2 separate regions of the Mus musculus genome follow, and region 2 is linked to region 1. Evidence: chromatin contacts called from public promoter capture Hi-C data. All regions are on one chromosome and are shown on one strand. The core of a region is the stretch at or near the end of the contact, and the rest is flanking DNA. Distances in the headings are between cores, read along the strand shown. Region 1 holds the start of Cck (cholecystokinin). Region 2 holds the start of Sec22c (SEC22 homolog C, vesicle trafficking protein).

What was found. Capture Hi-C pulls out chosen DNA fragments and counts their contacts.
Region 2: a contact with region 1 is called in a promoter capture Hi-C map of pancreatic islet. The contact joins the promoter of Sec22c here to the promoter of Cck in region 1. A contact is called at or near these places in 3 of 39 promoter capture datasets (cranial neural crest, embryonic stem cells and macrophages), 1 of 15 datasets of contacts at CTCF or cohesin (the NIH/3T3 cell line), 11 of 115 datasets of contacts at active chromatin or transcription factors (bone marrow-derived macrophages, craniofacial prominence, embryonic basal ganglia and 6 more) and 4 of 9 other capture datasets (adipose tissue, embryonic stem cells, macrophages and 1 more).

The regions. Positions count from the first base shown.
Region 1 is chr9:121,494,013-121,498,257 of GRCm38.p6, forward strand. Cck (cholecystokinin) reads right to left here and starts at 1,682. Exons shown (of 3, transcript NM_031161.4): 1 at 1,586-1,682; 2 at 305-520. The coding sequence starts at 518. The region is part of intron 1 of Gm38661 (a long non-coding RNA gene); the gene reads left to right.
Region 2 is chr9:121,702,632-121,706,852 of GRCm38.p6, forward strand. Sec22c (SEC22 homolog C, vesicle trafficking protein) reads right to left here and starts at 2,398. Exons shown (of 7, transcript NM_001164562.1): 1 at 2,293-2,398.

The DNA of each region.
Region 1 (4,245 bases), core at 432-2,931:
GCACTTGATTATTATTATTTTTTAATGTTGTCCTAAAACGGTTTTATATTTCATCCGAAGACAGTGTCAAAATCAGTTCAGAAAAGGGTCTGTTAGCCGGCTTCCCTTACCAACGAGGTAAGCCCTCCGCCCACCTCCCCTGTGAACACCGCCTGTCTACTGCTCAGCGCTGTGCAGCGTACCTCAGGGAAGAAAAGTGAAAATTTTGCTCCTTGTGCGTCCTCTGTTTCCTCCTCCCTGCCAGTGCTGAAAGGATCAAGATTGGAGCCGCAGCAGAAGCCTGACGGGGAGCGGACACCCTTACCTTTGCGGACCTGCTGGATGTATCGCGCTAGCAGTGCGCCCAGGCGCGCTCGGGGCTCGCCGTCCGTCCGGAGCACAGCCCGCAGCTGCCTTCGGGGCGCCTCTTGCGCCCGCTGCTCCACGGGGTCCGTAGCTTCTGCAGGGACTACCGGCTGCGCCAGGGCGCCAGCAGCTAGGACTGCCATCACCACGCACAGACATACGCCGCTCTTCATGGCTATGGGAAGCAAAGGCGAGGAGAGTGAACCAAAGACTGGCCTCAGCGTGCTCCAGCCCAAAGTCCCGCACACAGAAGTCGGCTGAGGCTGAACATGGGGGCTGCAGCCGGGTCAGACTGGCTCAACCGTAGCCAAGCGAAGTTCCTAGATGCGCCCTGGCCACCGCGATAATTTCTGCCTGGCTTTTGTGTTATCCACACCTGGGACCTGGGAATCCCGCAGAGTCCCGATTTTTCTGCCCTGATCAGAAGCAGCGTTTCCTCTTGCTTTCCTGAAGTTCCAGGACGCCTTTGTAGCTCATCTCTCTTCTAACCAGAAAAGCAGAATGAAGCGTGTGTGTGTGTGTGTGTGTGTGTGTGTGTGTGTGTGTGTGTGTGAGAGAGAGAGAGAGAGAGAGAGAGAGAGAGAGAGAGAGAGTCAGAGAGACAGAGAGAGACACAGAAAGACAAACGGACAGACAAACACGGGGAGGATACTTCTGGAGAGAAATGTGAGAGATTAAATTTATTCACTACATTAAAAATGTCAGGACACTGGGAAACGCCGTTTTAAGTGTGGGCCCATAAAAAGAAGCTGTATTTATATAGATTCTTCTGCGTTTTACGGGAAGTCACTATACAAAGCAAAAGCCAGAAATCTGTGCCCAGTCCTCAGATGTGGCCAAAGCCCTGCTACACTTGAGAACTGAGCAGATGGGTGCTGTATCATAATGATGTGTTTTTATTCCCCAAAGCCTTAAAATTTTTTTAATGCAGCATTTAGAAAATGGGCATAAATCTTTAAACCTCTAGGTAGTTTCTTTTAAATGATTGCAAAGTGCTCCGAACAGCAGAGAAACCCTAAGAGTGGCTATTCCCAGCCTTGCTGTAAACAGAACATACAACAAGTCTCTCCGCAGCAGTACCCACCCAGATGCATTTTAAGGCTATTTCTGACTTCAGGAAATCTTTCTAGCTGTCAAGGGAGGGAAGGCACAGAAAAAGGAAAGACTAAACAGCAAGAGGTGCAAAGCTGCAGGCCAATATTCTTCACACTCAAGATTGTTGGATCAGCCAGCTACTTACCTTTGGATGGGGAAATCAGCTGGCTTGGCGAGTTCCAGCGGAGAAGGCTGCAGTCCAGCTAAGTTGAGGGCAGGCGGGAGGGTGACTGCTCTTAAATAGCTCCTCCCGGTTCGCAGCCAGTCATCTGTTTACCCAGTGCTGACGCAGTCCAGCAGGACACGTGCTCAGAGGCAGCCACTGGAGGGACCACCGATTGATGTGGCCCTCCGGAGAGAAGGGAAGCGTCCCAGTGAATGAGGATAGCCCCTCCCAGGGGGGCACTTTGCATGGGTCTTACTCTTTATCTAAAGAGCTTCCTTCCCACCTGTTCGGCGCCTGTGCAGAGTCCACCTCAGGGAGGGTGCCACCTCCACTCTCGGTGAAAAACAGGAGTTTATCTGCAATGGAGAAGCTGACCAAGTTCAGTGAGCTTTGGGGATCAAATCCTTCAAGGAAACTGGGGGACCCTCACAGGCTGGGTGTCAGCAGATGTAATCCTGGTGTGTTCTCTGGGACCACCTCAGACCTGAGTGGGCTCTCACAAGTAAGAGAGGGAAATCGGGCTCCCAATTTTTCAGAACTCAATTGCAGTTGGCATCCTGGATTCTATTCTTACACAATTGTAAGATCGGGTGCAGCTCCTGCCTTTCTGCGAAAAGCCTCTGGGAAAAAGATTTGTAATTTCTTTCCACGACGACTTCCCAGGGGCCTATCATCTACTGATGCTTTTGGTCGTGAAGTGGCGCCAGAGAGTGTCTCAGGCACTCCCAAGCTCTGGCTGGCTGAGCCATGCGGGCTGGGCTCGCACCTTCCCAAGAGCTCAGATCACCCTTTCCAGTCTAGTCCCTCTAAAGTTATGGGATTTCGCTGGGTGATGAGGATCTTGGCTGAGAAAAAGACTCTTACCAAGCAAGAAGGAGAGAGGGGGCTCTCTCTGCTGTAGTGCGCACAATCCTGCAACCCCCAGTTCTCACATAACAAAGTGATTATCTATGCCCAGGGTGCTAGAATTTGCTGAATCCCTCTAACCCCATTCCACAGAACACATACTGAGGAAGCCCCACAGCAACCTCCTTGCTGCTAGCTTGTAACTTGGGGTCACCACCAGCCAGGGCAACCATGCCCTCAACCCTGTCAAGCTAGGGTGAATGGAGAAAGGGTTAGAAACTCTTTCTAAATAGAAAAGGCACACAGTTTGGGGACTTCCGGCTGAGGGGGACTATGAGAAACAGCAAGTGATGCCAAGAGTTTAGGTTCATGGTTGTGGCTCTAGCGGTGTCTGCAACCTAGAGGCAACATGTTTTAAACAGCAACAGATTAAATGCTGTGGGGTGATTTCCCGCACAAGACAGCTCAGGTTGTGGGAATGTATCTGTGACAGATCGAGCATGTCCGGAATTGTGGATAAAGCAGCTGGGCACAAGGCTGTTCGATATGGTCAGAATCCACAGGCGCTGACTTCCCTGGGTCGGTGGCTGAGATATGGACGCTTAGCTGCCTCCTTCCCTCCATCGCTTGCCTCAAGATTTATGAACTGTGCCCAGCCCCTGAGGATGCGGTGTGACCAAGACTGGACAAAATAAATACCCACACAAATAAACACCTTTGGGAGCCGGGGGCCTGGAGCTGGAACTGGGAGGCGGCTCAGCCAGTGAAGTGCTTGCCTGCAAGTACAAGGAACTGAGTTCAGATCTGCACTAATAGCCAAGGGCGGAGTAAGGATTTCCACTGAGTCTGGTGGTGACATGGAGGTGTCCCTAGGGCAGACACGGGAGACCAGGACAGGTTAGGAAGACAGGAGATGGGAGGGCCATTGAGGAATGAGGACAGATTTATAGGAAGCCTAATATGCTTTTGTGAAATTTATTCACTATCATGAAATGTAGCAGACACTATACGAGTCCTAAGTGCCTACAATAGAACATCCGAATAGCTAGAACAGTAGACATAAGCAGAAACTTCCAGGCATGGAAGCAGCATCTTGCTCTTCAAGAAACCCAAAGGTACTCCGTGTCTGGGGCTGACTGTGAAGTTCTGGGCTGAGAGACAAGGGTGGGTGGGAGTGTATTGGCCACAGGGGGAGTTCAGAAGAAAACACACCAACTGGTGTGTGTCTGGCGGGGCGTGGGGGATGAATCCAGGTTATGGGTGGACAGCTAGAGAAGGTTGTGATCTCAAGTCCTGGACAGAGGGACACTGGAGGTACAACCCAAGACTCTTTCTGTAGATGGTGGCTTCCCACCTGGAAGCTGTAGGAAGAGACTCAAAAGGTGGGAAGCGAGGGAAGAGAAAAGGCATCTCTGCCCAGATTCCCAGGTGTGACAGCCAGAGGAAGGAACGGGAGAAGGGTCCAGCACCTGACCACAGGCAGGGTCAAAGGCCAGAGTAGAAAAGCCACCAGGAGAAGCCAAAGGTGTCAAGGACAGTTAGAAGCTGGAAGAAGGTGGCACAATGGACTCTTTATTTAATAAAATATTGTAGCCATGGTTTCTTCATCTTCCCTGGGAATTCTGGGTAGGACTGATGGAAAATAGGTGGAGCCTGGATTCTATGGCCATAGTGATTCAGTGAGGTTCCTCCAAGCAGCTGAGGCAAGAACAGTAATTTTGTTTTGTTTTGTTTTGTTTTGTTTTGTTTTTCGAGACAGGTTTTCTCTGTATAGCCCTGGCTGTCCTGGAACT
Region 2 (4,221 bases), core at 1,148-3,647, 210 kb after region 1:
TTACTCTTTATCTTCCACTCAAATCTCCCCAACGTAAGGATACAAGCAAGGGGCAAAATACAAATTTAACGTAGCAAAAGGAGCTGAATTTAGTACAGCCAGGTACCAGCGCCCTTCACAGGCGTAGTACTGAGGAAAGCATGCTAAGGGGACAGTAAGCCCGTGATGGATTCACTCTCTGATACAAGATTTGAGACCTGATTTCCAGCTTGGGATCTTCTAGGCTCCAAGCTGCTCGTGGATGAGATACAGAAGGAGACAGGGACCAACTACGGCATCGCTAAGAGCTGAGAGCAGAAGATAGCTGAGCTGGATACGAAGAATATCATGGCGTCCCTCTGTACTTGATCTTAGTCAAAGGGCTGAGAAGAACTCCACCTACCTTCTTCAATATTTGTGGGTGCTGCACCTGCAGATGCAGCCGACCTCAGATGGAAAATATTTTTAAAACAAAACAAAACAACTGCTTCTGTACTGAGTATGTACAGACTTGCCACGATTCCCTAAGCAATGTAATATGCAGCAACCACACACACAGCACACTATGTAGATGTTCTAATTAATGCAGATATTGTCCGAGGCACACGGGGAATATGCACAGATTTCTATAAACACGAAGCCACTGTATGCAATGGGTTGAGCCCAATCTCCCAAGGATGCAGAGGGACTAAGACCTTCGTATGGATAATGCTACTAAGTGCTCAGAGCTTCCTTGGACCCACTTCGCAGGTGAGGAAAACTAAGGATCAGGAGGTAGAAGCAGACTTCAGTCTCCCAGTTCCATACTCTTTCCACAGTATGTGGACCTCAAAACCAAACCTCCGAGTTCTCAGCTATTGTCTCTCTAAAGACGCCCTCTCCACCGCAGAACTGCCAACACCTAACCAGAGGCAGTGTGGGTCTCAAACCTGTAATCCCAGCACCAGAGAACTTGGGCTATAGTGAGACTATGTTTAAAAACAAAAACAATCTCTAATCAGAGACTTGCTGGTAGAGGAAGGGTCCCTACAAGTGCCCCTTGAAATGCAGAGTGTGGTGGCTTAAGCTCATAATATCAGCACTTGGGGGGTGGGGTGGAGGCAGGAAGGTCAGGAGTTCAAAGTCACCCCCAGGCGAGTGGCATGTTAAAGGGCAGTTTAGGCTGCAGGACAGCCTGCCTAAAACAGAACCAAGTGGTGAGTAAACTGCTGGAGTTAAAGCTCAGAGGCACACACCGTTAATCCCAGGATTTAGAAGAGGCAGGCAGACCCAGGCCAGCATGGCCTACACAGTAAGTTTCATACCAGCCAGGACTACAGAGTGAGACCCTCTCTAAAATAAAATAAAACCACCTCTCCTTACCTAGTGTATTATACTCTAAAGTCAGTTGTCTTGTCTGGCTATGCACTGCCTCTATCTCTGCCACCTGAGTGCTGGGATTAAAGATGTGCACCATCACCCCAGCCTTGATCTGAAATTCTTTATGAGACCTCAAGATGTCCTCTCTGTTGTCCACTAAACATTTACGAGGCATCTCTAGGGACCTGTCTACAACTGTCTTCCTGAGAAAGCTGCGGTGCGAATGAATCCTGTATATCAGTGTCAGGCTATGCAAAGCTGTCCCCGTTCTCATTTCCCTGACAAGTTCTTTACCTGAATAAACTCTCTGTGTAGACTTTTACAGACACGTTGCTCTAGCATTGGCTCTGCACTGAGGGTTGCTTTAGTTTCTCTGATCTTGTCACCCGCTACACCAACCGAGCTGGGCATGGAGGCCATACACCTGTGATCCCAGAACTTGCGGGGCGGGGAGTGGAGGCAGGAGGATCCCAAGCTCAAGGCCAAACTCGAGTTACATGGGGCTCCGTTTCACAAGACCGCAAACTGTAACGGCACCTTTCATCAGAGGTAACTCAGTTCCTTCCCTGGATTTGGCTTTTTGCAAGCTTGACCCCCGCTCTGCTCTGCAGGTTCTTTGTCCCGGCTTATCCAAGTCCAGGAAAGTTGGTGTAGGGGTGACCAGGCCTTGAAGAAGCCAAGTTCTGCTAGACCAGCAGACTAAGGAAAGTTTGCTCTCAAAAGAAGCAAGTGACAGGACTAGAGTTCAGTCTACATAAAGGGAACCACCGCCCCGCCCTCCCGAGACACGCCCCGGCCCCGCCCCGGGCAGCAGGCACAGCGGGCAGCGCATCCCAGCCGGTACGCACCGTGCAGGGGGCCGGGCCTCGGCGGAGTCCCACCGGCCCGGGCTGCAGCCCGGTGGCCTAGACCCCGACCCCACCTCTCCACGCCCGCCTGGCCCGCTAACCTCACCTCGCCCCCGCGGCCGACCTCCGCCTCGGCCACCGCAGCCCACCCCGGCGGCCGGCGGGGTGCAGGTTACCCGCGGCCCGGCTGTAGGAGGCAGGATGTGGTGCTCATGCGCACACCGTGAGCTCCCATTCGCTGCTGCTAAGCGACGCCAAACAGACCAATCGTGGGGCGTCTCTGCTGTCCAGTTGTTCAGACCCGGGAATTGAGTGAATCTACCAGGGCTGGCCCGGGTTTGCTCCCCTCAGCCCGCGTCTCTTCCGCAGGTCCCCAGGCCCACGTGCGAGTCTCACCTCGAGCGGTGAGAAGAGGCTCCGACGTCCCCACGATGCCTGGCCTGGAGCGGACAGGGCTGTTCTCCAGAGGCGTCTAGGCCCCGTGTGACTGGAGTGACACTCCCTGGGCGTGGGTTCTTGCAGGCTACGCAGCTGGGCAAGAGGCCCGAGATAGAGGATCCGAAGAGCACAGCCTTCTGCCAGCCTGGAGGAGGTGCCAAAGTCCGATCCCTGAGCCACACACACCTCGCTATGAGGCTGGAGGGAGATTGGGTAGCACAGTTAGGCCCTTACTGTTTTGACAAGTGCTGAGCACCGCTGTTTGCCGCGCACTGCGTACACAGGAAGTGTGAACACAGAAACCAAATCAAGAGAAGGGGGTAGGGCACCAGGCAGGAATTCTGGTGTTTAAACACGAGTTATGCTTCACAGAAGCATGGGTTCCAAAGAGAATTTACAGGAACAGTTGTCTTGGAGTTGGGGCTCAGGAAAAGCTTCTCCAAGTCTCAGGCCATTGGGCAAGGGAGAGTTTGTGTGTTTCAGAGACATTTGCTTGTGCACAGAACTCTGTGGGGCTGAGGATGTATCTCTGTTGATAGAATAACTGAACTACAAAACCCCGGGTCAGGCCTGTCACCCTCTTCATACATCAGAACTCCAGGCTTTCCTTGGAACGTCCCGGCTCTGGTTCTCAGGACCTCAGCTTCTCACTAATGTTACATCATCAGCTTCACGGATACTTCATTTTTATCCCTTGAGACAGGGTCTTGTGTATCCCAAGCTGACCTTGAATTCACTGTGTAGCAGGCTGACTCTGAAGGCTATCCTACAAACTCCATTTGCTGGGCGCTGGGATTACCGATGTGTGTGTGCTTCCACAGCAAGGTTGTGTGGCTCTGGAGCTCAACCCCAGGGCTTCCTGCCTTCTAGACAAGAGCACTACCCACTGGGCCACATCCCCAGTCCCAGCTCCCCTGATTCTGAGGCCAAGTGCAAGTCAGTGAACCCCAGAACTGGCTCCCCTGGTTCTCAGCCTCTGTCACCACATGAGCATGTTCCCCTCATAAACCACCATATAGTCAGAGAGAGCCTATCCATTCCATCTCTGCGGAGAAGCCTACAGTGGGTGCCAACCTAGCAGCTGGATAGACACGGTACATGGAGAGACCTGAGCTGAGTGAAGACTTCTAAACGACACTTCTCTGGTGGGTGGAAATGGAAGCAGGGCTTATGTAACCACAGACAAATTACAAAACGAACACAGGAAGACTTGTGACAGCCTAAGATAGCCTTTGGGCATTATTGTGTTCTGGTATTCAAGTCATGCCATGGTTCCCTCCCACACCAAGTCAGGGCTTGTCTGTAACAAGTCCCAACAAGGCTAGTTCATAACATTCACAAAGGAGAAAAACATGAAGGAGACCAACACCCTGTCCACTGTGTGCTCTGTCTACATAGAGGATATTTGGTATTAGACCTAGAAAACTCTAGATTTAGCAGTTGTGATGGTTTGTATATGCTCGACCCAGGAAGTGGCACTATTAGAAGGTGTGGCCCTGTGGGTGTGGGCTTTAAGATCCTCATCCTAGCTGCCTGGAAGCCAGTATTCTGCTAACAGCCTTCAGACGAAAATGTAAAACTCTCACCTCCTCCTGCA